2 separate regions of the Sus scrofa genome follow, and region 2 is linked to region 1. The links are chromatin contacts, called in public HiChIP or PLAC-seq maps. All regions are on one chromosome and are shown on one strand. Each heading gives the region's core, a stretch centred on a gene start, on an enhancer-like site or on the middle of the called end of the contact. The rest is flanking DNA. Distances are from core to core; before and after follow the strand shown.

Region 1 (4,350 bases), core at 1,817-4,316:
TGGGTAGGTGACTTTGGGCTATCTGCAACATCAGAACTGTCTATTCTCAGGGATGGAAAATATTATGGACTCTGTTAAGAAATCCGAAGTGTAATTTTCTCAACCTGAACCCTTCTCCCCCCACTCTGTTTTACTGATGACTTTCAAAAGTGTTATTAAGCTTTTTAAAAAGTCAATTGAACTAGTTTTCTTTATTTTTTCAAAAAAAAATACCACAGAGATTTAATGTATTTTATCCGCCAGGAGAAAACTTGGTCCATAATGACCATTTGCTGCTGAATGAATATGGAAGATAATGCAAATCTATGGTAGCTGAAGTGGGACAGGGAATCTGTAGCTCTGCCCTTTTTCTCCAAAATACTCATTCTACAGGATAACACTCAGAAAACTTGAAGTCTGCTTAACCACTGAAAATGCCACAAGTATCACTGATGATTTTATTTATGAGCTCTATATTAAAATAGAGTTGTATGCAGCTTTTCTCCACTCTACCACTCCTTCTCATCAGCATTGGATTAAATTGTTTGATTGCATTATACATACCATGAGATAAGGGATCTACAGTGTGTGTACATATATCATGTAGTAAACTCCGTAACTACATAAACAAAATATGAAATATGTTTAAGACAAAGGTATTACTTCTCAGTATCATCTGATCCTAAACAGGATGAAAGTAAAAATGTACTATAACCTTTTCAGACCTAGGAAATATCCTTTATTCAATAAAACAGAGGCTTGCATCTTTATCTGTTCCTCTCTCGGTTAATAACAAAATTTCATTTCACTAAAGTAAAGCAAATGTAATGGTTAAAATTCAGTATATTTATTTAAAGTTGTATCAAGTATCTGCCATAAACATGACAAAAAGTTCATCTTGAACATATCAAAATCTACAAAGTACATAAGTAAGATGCCAAGCTTGGATAGAAGAAAAAAAGCATGAAAAGTAAAATCACAGAAGAGGAAAAGCAAATGGCTACTAAATATGTGAAAAAAATTTGTATCATAATAGTGATCAGTTGTATTAGTCTGTGTCTAATTAAGAGACAGAAACCACATGATCATTTAAAGAGAGAAAGTTTAATATAAATAATTATTTAGCTGTGATGATAGGAGGACAACTATAAAAAGAGAGAACCCTAAGGTGTACCCCAAGGCTGAGAAGAATACCCATAAAGGAAAAGCTTGAAGTAAAGAGTTCAGAATTCACTTGAGAAGGTGTGTTTGCAGCCTTTTTGATGGAGGACATGGCCTCTGGGTTCCCAGGATACAAGAGGGCCACAGTCATAGGGCAAACAGGAACAACCCCCTGGGGTGTGGAGCAAGTGGCAGGTTTGCAGAGGGGCTTGGGGCTTCTCTGCAGGCATAAGGCCACATCGCATAATGTCTCTGTCCAGAGGTCTGCAGGAAACAAAGTCTGGGGGCACAGGCAAGCTGAGGCTGAAGAGTAGCCACACAGATGGAGTCAGGGGCACTGCTGCCATGCCACTAGGACTGGAAGCTGCAGGGGCTGCGAGCACCAAGTTGAGAAGGTATGGAGAGTAATGACTTAAGCTAGGACACAGGCCTGTACTGGCTTCAGGCTGTGCCACCACAAACCAAATCAAAAGCTGGAAAAGGGGATGGGGGAACAAATGCTAAAGCAAGCAACTAGCTTGCTTTACTAACTAGGACCTTACAGGCAACTAGCACTGGAGAAACCACTCTGGGCAAAACGGTGGAGGAAGAAAGCTTCCCTGAGCCTGACCAACCAGCCCCTGAGGAATCCTGTAAAACCAACTTCCTCCTACAGTGTTTCTCCAGCGCCCTCTACTGACAAAATATGACATCTGTAAGCTGCAAAGGAAACAAATTTAAAGGCTCCCATATCGGTTTTCCCAGAGCCATCAGCAAAGAATCAATTTGGAACACAGAGGCGATAAAATAACTGGCATGGCAACAAAACACAAATGAAAGTGAAATATCCTTTTTGGTCTATTAAAAAATTAAGAAGGTATAATATTAAATACTCAACAGATTACAGTGTGATAGGAACTTAAATTGCTGATAAAAATACAAATAGATATAATGTTCCTTGAAAGCAATTTTGGTAGTAAGTTCATCCTGTAATTGTAGGATCTTATGTTGGAAATATTCAGATGTATAAAGACACTATGTAAACAAGATCATTATTTGTTGTGATAAAAGGAAGCAAATAGTCTAATGTCGAAAAATAGAAAAGATTAAAGAAGGAAAGAAACATTTACCCATAGCATGTTATGAAGCACTTAGGATTGTTTTCAAACAAATTTTAATTATAAGTTATTTCTCCTATGTAGCTAGATAAGAATATACACTAAAATGTTTTAACATGTATTACCCATGAGATATATAGATATATGTTTATATATGTGTGTGTACTATTTGTACATACACATTATAAACCAAAACAACATGTCAAATGTGGTTATGCCTGGTTTGTAGAATTATGTGTGATTTATATTTTTTGTATTTTTCTATACTTATTAAATATTCTACAATTAACATGTATTACTTTTTAAACAAGGAAATAGAAAATTTTTTATTAAAAAGTTACCCACAAAAAAAATTAGCAAGTACATGCAAGCATAGAGTTCTACGAGATGAAAAAAAAAATTTTTAATATTCAAATGAGACATTAACATCACTACTGTGGTAGTTTTAAAATATATCTATGGGGAGTTCCCACTGTGGCTCAGTGGTAACGAACCCAACTAGAATCCATGAGGACGCAGGTTTGATCCCTGGCCTCACTCAGTAGATTAAGGACCCAGTGTTGCCATGAGCTGTGGTGTAGGTCACAGATGCAGCTTGGATCTGACATTGCTGTGGCTGTGGTGTAGGCCAGGATCTGCAGCTCCGATTTGACCCCTAGCCTGGTAACTTCCATATGTAGACATGTGGCCTTAAAAAGCAAATAAAATAAATAAAATAAAATAAAATGTATCTATAAAGTCTTTGATACTCCTCCTCTCAAGAGATGGAGCCTAATCCTTCTCACTTTGCCAAAGGGCTGGGCTTAGTGACTTAATTCTAAGGAACAAAGGAAAGCAGAAGTGATGTGTGTGGACTCTGGAGATTAAGTCATAAAAGTCACTGTAGCATCCTCCTTGCTTGTTCTCTTGGTTTGCTTGCTCTGGGGGAAACCAACTGCCATGTTCAGAGCAGCCCAGGGAAAAGGCTTATAATGATAGGGACTGAGAATTTCTGCCAAAAGCCAACAAGGAACTGAGGCTCCTGTCCACAGCCATGTGAGTGAGTCATCTGCCAGCCCTGGTCAAGCCTTCAGATGACTGCAGCACTGTCTAATAGTTTGACGACGATTTCATGAGAGACCCTGGGCCAGAAAACCCAGCTAAACCACTCCTGGATTCCTGATCCTCAGAAAATGTGTGAGATAAGAAATGTATATTATAGTATGCTGCTACATTTCAGGATAATTTGCTATATAGCAATAAATAAGATATAATTTCTGAGACAAAAATCCATTCCTTTCAGTCATCTTTGCATAATATAAGAATATAAACTTTTGTCATAAAACCATTTATTGTTTGGGTGGTTCAAGTATTTCATTACCAGTTATATATTAGTTCAAATTCAATTCTAGGTAATATGTTGTATTTATTAGGGATAGAGGACCTGTCCCATTCATCTTTGTATACTTTGCCATTCTTAATATTGTATACTGTATATGGGATGTGCTCAATAAAAATCGGTTGAATAAAGGACTGAATGAATTAATGAATGAATAAAAGAATGAGCAAATAAATGATCTGAAATGTTTTTTAAATTCCTTGTATATATATGCCTCCTTTTTCGCAAATTTGATCCAGTAGCCAAAGAAATAAGGAATCTTTTCTATATGGTTTTCACCAATATGGTGGTGTATTTTATTAACTTTAAGCTGTGTGAAATATTCATTTAGGCAGCATTACTATGGAAATTTGTTTAGGGCTGTTCAGATTGACTTCAAGAGCTGAAGGGGAGGAGTTCCCACCATGGCTCAGCAGTAACAAACCCTACTGGTATCCATGAGAACATGCGTTCAATCCCTAGCTTTAGGTTCAATCTCTGCCTCGTTCAGTGTGTTAAGGATCTGGAGTGCCATGAGCTGTTGCAGCTACGATTGGACCCCCAGCCTAGGAACTTCCATATGCCACAGGAGGTGAAGGGGAAAGTCCATTTACAAAGCAGTTGATGAGGTCAAAAAGATGGCACGATATCTATTATATTGAGATATCTACATGTGCAAGGAAGGAAAAGAATAGGATGCAATTCAATAGGGCAAACCCTTCAACAGCATCCATTTTTCTTTTAATAATGGCTAAC
Region 2 (4,568 bases), core at 591-3,090, 210 kb before region 1:
GGATCTGATGTGAGAAAAGTGGTCTAACAGCTACAACATCATCTCTAGGTGTCCTGTCAAGACCAGTAGATATAGGAGGGGTCAATATGAACCTTTTAGTTCTCTCAGTTTATAGAGCCTCTTGTTCACAGTGTGGAAGACATGGGAAGGGTGCCTCACTGATTCTATCTAGGGACAGTGATATCTGAAATGGGGAAATGTGACTTCTTTCTCCTCCTCTATCTAAGACATCATAAGACCCTGAAACACACAATGTCTAAGACCTTTAACATAGGCAGCAAGGCTAGGCTAGGTGGATGTTTGGAAGGTTAAATGTTATTGTGTTACAAAGTTCTGCTATTCCTTAGAGATACTCATGAACTTATACCCTTCCTCATTCCCAAACCATTTTCAGTGTGGTTCTTTCTGTCAGTGGAGAAGTTGCCCCAGTTATATTTGATTTATCAGGATCCAGAATAGCACTGCCTATAGATAAACAGGCCTGGCAATGTGTCTCATGTCCTTTTTTTTTTGGTGGGGGGCTACACCTGTGGTATGTGGAAGTCCCCAGGCTAGGGGTCAAATAGGAGCTGCAGCTGCCAGCCTACATCACAGCCACAGCAATGCCAGATCCAAGTCACGTCTTGTGACCTCCACCACAGCTCATGGCAACACAGGATCCTTAACCCACTGAGTGAGGCCAGGGATTGAACGTGTGTCCTCATGGTTACTGGTTGGGTTTGTTGCCTCTGAGCCATGATGGGTACTCCTATGTCTGCCTTTTGTACTGTTCTTCCTCAAAGTCTTTGCCTTTTGTGAGGAGTTAAAGAATGCTAGAGACTTTCCCTCCTTATCTGTCATCAAGGCAACCCCATTCACTTCTTTCTTTGTCCTCTTCTTTTCTCAGAAAGACCTGCCTGAGGAGTTGATCCACTCAGCTCTATGGCTGGGGCCAGACCTCATCCGGCCCCAGCTCCAGTTGGTGGATGGTTCTTTCATTTAAACCACAGTTGTTCACCTCAAGAAGTTTAGAAAAGCTTTCTCTGTGGCCGGACATGCTTAGAGGGAGACTTTCTAAGACCTTCATTCCACTCATCTCCAGAGCAGATGCCCTTCCCCAGGGACCCACAGCGGATGCAATTTAAATGTTGAATTTTACATTGAAACATTTGTTTCACATACAGCAATGAGACTTTTTCTCTTTCGGTATCTGACTTACGGATTCATTTGTTACTGATCAACTGATCTATTATTGGGGTTTTTGGAAAATCCCTCATACTTAATGACAGAGTAAGAATGAGCTGTCTGTTGATTTAGCAGTATGAGAAGTTGGAGAGTCAAATCAAGGAGCTCCACCACAAACAGCATTAATGCCCAACTGCACATTTCCCTGTCTGCAGTCATTTCTGAGGGAGTTTTCATCAATCTGGTTGCCTGTGATACAAATGTTAGCATTTAATGTGTTGGTATATATTGAACTCATGAATTGACTCAAATGTATCCAAACAGGCTTATGGATCACAGAAGACTTCCATGGTGTGATTGGATGTGACTTAATATTTAGGAGATTTACCAACCTATTAAAGCTATAAGTATATTAGGAAAATGGGGAGAAAATTGAAATAGAGTGAATATATAAAAAACATTTTCTTACAGAATTTTTGATCTCTTTATTAGTGTGATTGAATACAGAAATATGATTTTATATCTCCATAATGCTGTGGTTAATCTATCATTTCTCCAAATGCTGGGATTATAAAGAGATTGCTCATTTGTATTTTTCTACATCACTTGACGGCCATTGACTAAAAGGGTGGTTGGTTGCCTCTGGCAATGGCTACTGCTGTTGAGTAAGTTAGTCCTAACTATCCTGGGACACATGATATGGGTCCACTGCCTACAGAAATAACAGGATGTGGTGTAAAATGACGCACCAAATCCGCTGCTGAATCAGTTTTTTTGTTTTTTTTCTCAACTACCTTCCTCTTTTCATCTTGCATTTGACCTGATTATGCCTTACCTCTATTCTTGAATTCTAGGTCAAAACTAGAAAGATTGTTCTAGTTTTGATGTCTTACTTACCTCTTGCTCTAGATAAGTATTTTAACAGGTGAACAAGACCTTGGTTATCTGAATATCCTCAGCAGTCTAAGCCCAGTGTCTTGGCCCTTCTGACCCACTCATTTTCTCTTTTTCTCATTTCCCCATCACTAGCCAGCCCTGTCCTATGAGATAATAATAAACAATAGCTGATAGTGATGGCAACTACTTTGTGCCAAGTACATTTTATAAATTATCTTCATTTAATCCTCCCCCTAAATGCATTTAGTCTATTTTTGGATAAGTGTATATGATTTTGGAGAAGTCGAGTGACTTGATTAAAATCACACAGGAATGTGGTAAAACTGGTGTTCAAAATCAGGCTATCTGACAGCAGAGTCAACATAGGTAACCGCTGCCTGACAGGAGCAGGCAGTTTATATATGCACAACTTTACCTGCCAAGGAGGATGGGATTTGACCATTGTCAATGGCAGACAGATGTGTCAGAGATGCCACTGTGAGGTTTTCATGCTCTTGTCACCCATCCCCTTCCATTTTTCCATGTCTGTCTCACCATCTCTTCTTTTTCATGCCATTCATTTATTTGTCCAATGTTAATTGAGTATTTACTGAGAAATGCTCCCATCTTTTAAGGTTATGGCAATAAACCAAATGAAGTTTTTCTCTCAAGGAACAATCATTATATTGGCAGTGACTGTTGACAAAATGTGTGTGTGTGAATATATATATTAATATTAACATTTATAATATATATGTTATATATTTATAAACATTTATATATATTATATAGAGTGACCTATGAAGGACTCTAATACAATTATATTTGAGCAAAACACTAAAGAAGTGATGGGCAAACCTTACAAGCTCTAGGAAAAATAGAGTGCTGGACAGAATAGCAGGTGCCAAGATCCCAAGACAGGAATTTGATGGTATATTTAAGGACCCATGTGGCTGAGCATTATTAGTAAGAAGCAGTTACAGGTGATAAAGTTGGAGGATTTGTGCCTTATAGGATATGAGGAGAACTTTGAATTTCCTGTAGGTGAATTATAAAGCCACTTGGAGGATTTCTGAATGGAAGAATGAAATGATCTCTCTTTTTCAAGGTTTACCATGCATTCTGTGTTATAGAACATAGGAAGGAAAACAAAGATGAAATGGAACCAGTGCAAAGGGATTTACAAAAGTTCATGTGCAAGATGATGAAGGCTTTGTTAGTAGTGAGAAGTCCTTAGGTTGGGGGTGTCTTTGAAAGGTAGAGCTGACAGGACTTGCTAATGAATTGGATGTTTGGCATGAGATATATGATGTATTAAGGATGGCTTTGAGGTTGACAGGAGGAAGCAGGTGGAAGCATGAAACTGCCATCATTGAGATGGGCAACTCAAGAAGAAGATTGGTAGGGGAGTGGCTTTGGATTTAAAATTTTATGTTGGTCTTGCTAATGTTAGAAATTCCTATTAAATCACCCAAGTTAAAGATATAAAGTATTAGATTGTTGCATAGAATGGTACATAGTTCAGCAGAGAGGTTTGGCTTAAGTTATATACATTTGGGGGTGATCATCACAAGGATGACATTTAAGAAATTGGATTAGGTTCCTCATGGAAATGAGTATAGAATAAAGAGAGAATCAACCCCTTAATAGTTCTATATCTTAGTTACACATCAGAATCCCCATGGGACTTTATAATGTATAGTCATTTTTCAGAGCTGTACCACAAACTCATCCAAGCAAAATCTTAGGGAATAGAATTTCCCTGGTGGCTCAGTGAGTTAAGGATCTGGCATTGTCACTGTTGTGGGGTAGATTCAATCTCTGGCCCAGGAACTTGGCATGCCATGGGTGTGGCCAAGAAAGAAAAAAAAAAAAAACTTTGGGAGTAAAACCCAGGAAAGTACACTGTCATTCATCTTCACTGGATGATTGATGACACAGAAAAGTATATGTTGTTTGGGAATTAGTATTCTAAGTGTCTGTTGATGTTATATTAGGAATTAATTTTTAATGCTAAAAAGACAACTTCTCATATAAACTGCTGTCTATTCAAATTCAAATTATGTTTTTTCCCTTACCCTATGTGTTCTACCCATATCCATCTTTACTTTTACTTTTGCACAATTAGCTCACACAATCTTTTCAAAGAATAAGTCTTCAGTGCCATCTTCTTGTTCCCAAAGGCAACAAAGGTGGGAGGTGTCAGTTCCCCACCTCCCACCCCCTTGCTCACTGCACTGCAACCAAAAACACTGGCTTTCTTCTGTCCCAAGTACACATTTACTTCATCTTGACCCCAGGTTTTGCACTTGCTGGATTCTCTGATGACTCTTTTCTCCCTCCTTTAATCTAATTAACTCTTTTTAAAATATTTTTTATTATAGTTGATTTACAGTATTCTGTCAATTTCTGCTGTGCTGCAAAGTGATCCAGTCATACATACATACATATACATATATATATATATTCTTTTTCTCACATTATCCTCCACCATGTTCCATCACAAGTGATGAGATATAATTCCCTGC

The links. HiChIP or PLAC-seq counts read pairs in DNA pulled down with a chosen protein or histone mark.
Region 2: a contact with region 1 is called in an H3K27ac HiChIP or PLAC-seq map of alveolar macrophages. The contact joins two enhancer-like sites. A contact is called at or near these places in 1 of 47 Hi-C or Micro-C datasets (embryonic fibroblasts) and 1 of 2 datasets of contacts at active chromatin or transcription factors (alveolar macrophages).

What each region holds. Positions count from the first base shown.
Region 1 is chr8:69,771,392-69,775,741 of Sscrofa11.1, reverse strand. It overlaps RASSF6 (ras association domain-containing protein 6), which reads left to right. Exons shown (of 11, transcript XM_005666740.3): 11 at 1-2,216. It overlaps LOC102166306 (alpha-fetoprotein-like), which reads right to left. Exons shown (of 14, transcript XM_005666743.2): 14 at 1,954-4,350. Among named protein-coding and RNA genes, the nearest start is that of RASSF6, 59 kb to the left of the region's middle. Within about 2 kb of position 3,066, at least 1 of the 83 cell types and tissues checked has an H3K27ac peak or open chromatin away from gene starts, as enhancers often do. A contact at or near this core is called in alveolar macrophages, where this site is marked.
Region 2 is chr8:69,980,458-69,985,025 of Sscrofa11.1, reverse strand. No RefSeq gene overlaps it. Among named protein-coding and RNA genes, the nearest start is that of AMCF-II, 25 kb to the left of the region's middle. Within about 2 kb of position 1,840, at least 5 of the 83 cell types and tissues checked have an H3K27ac peak or open chromatin away from gene starts, as enhancers often do. A contact at or near this core is called in alveolar macrophages, where this site is marked.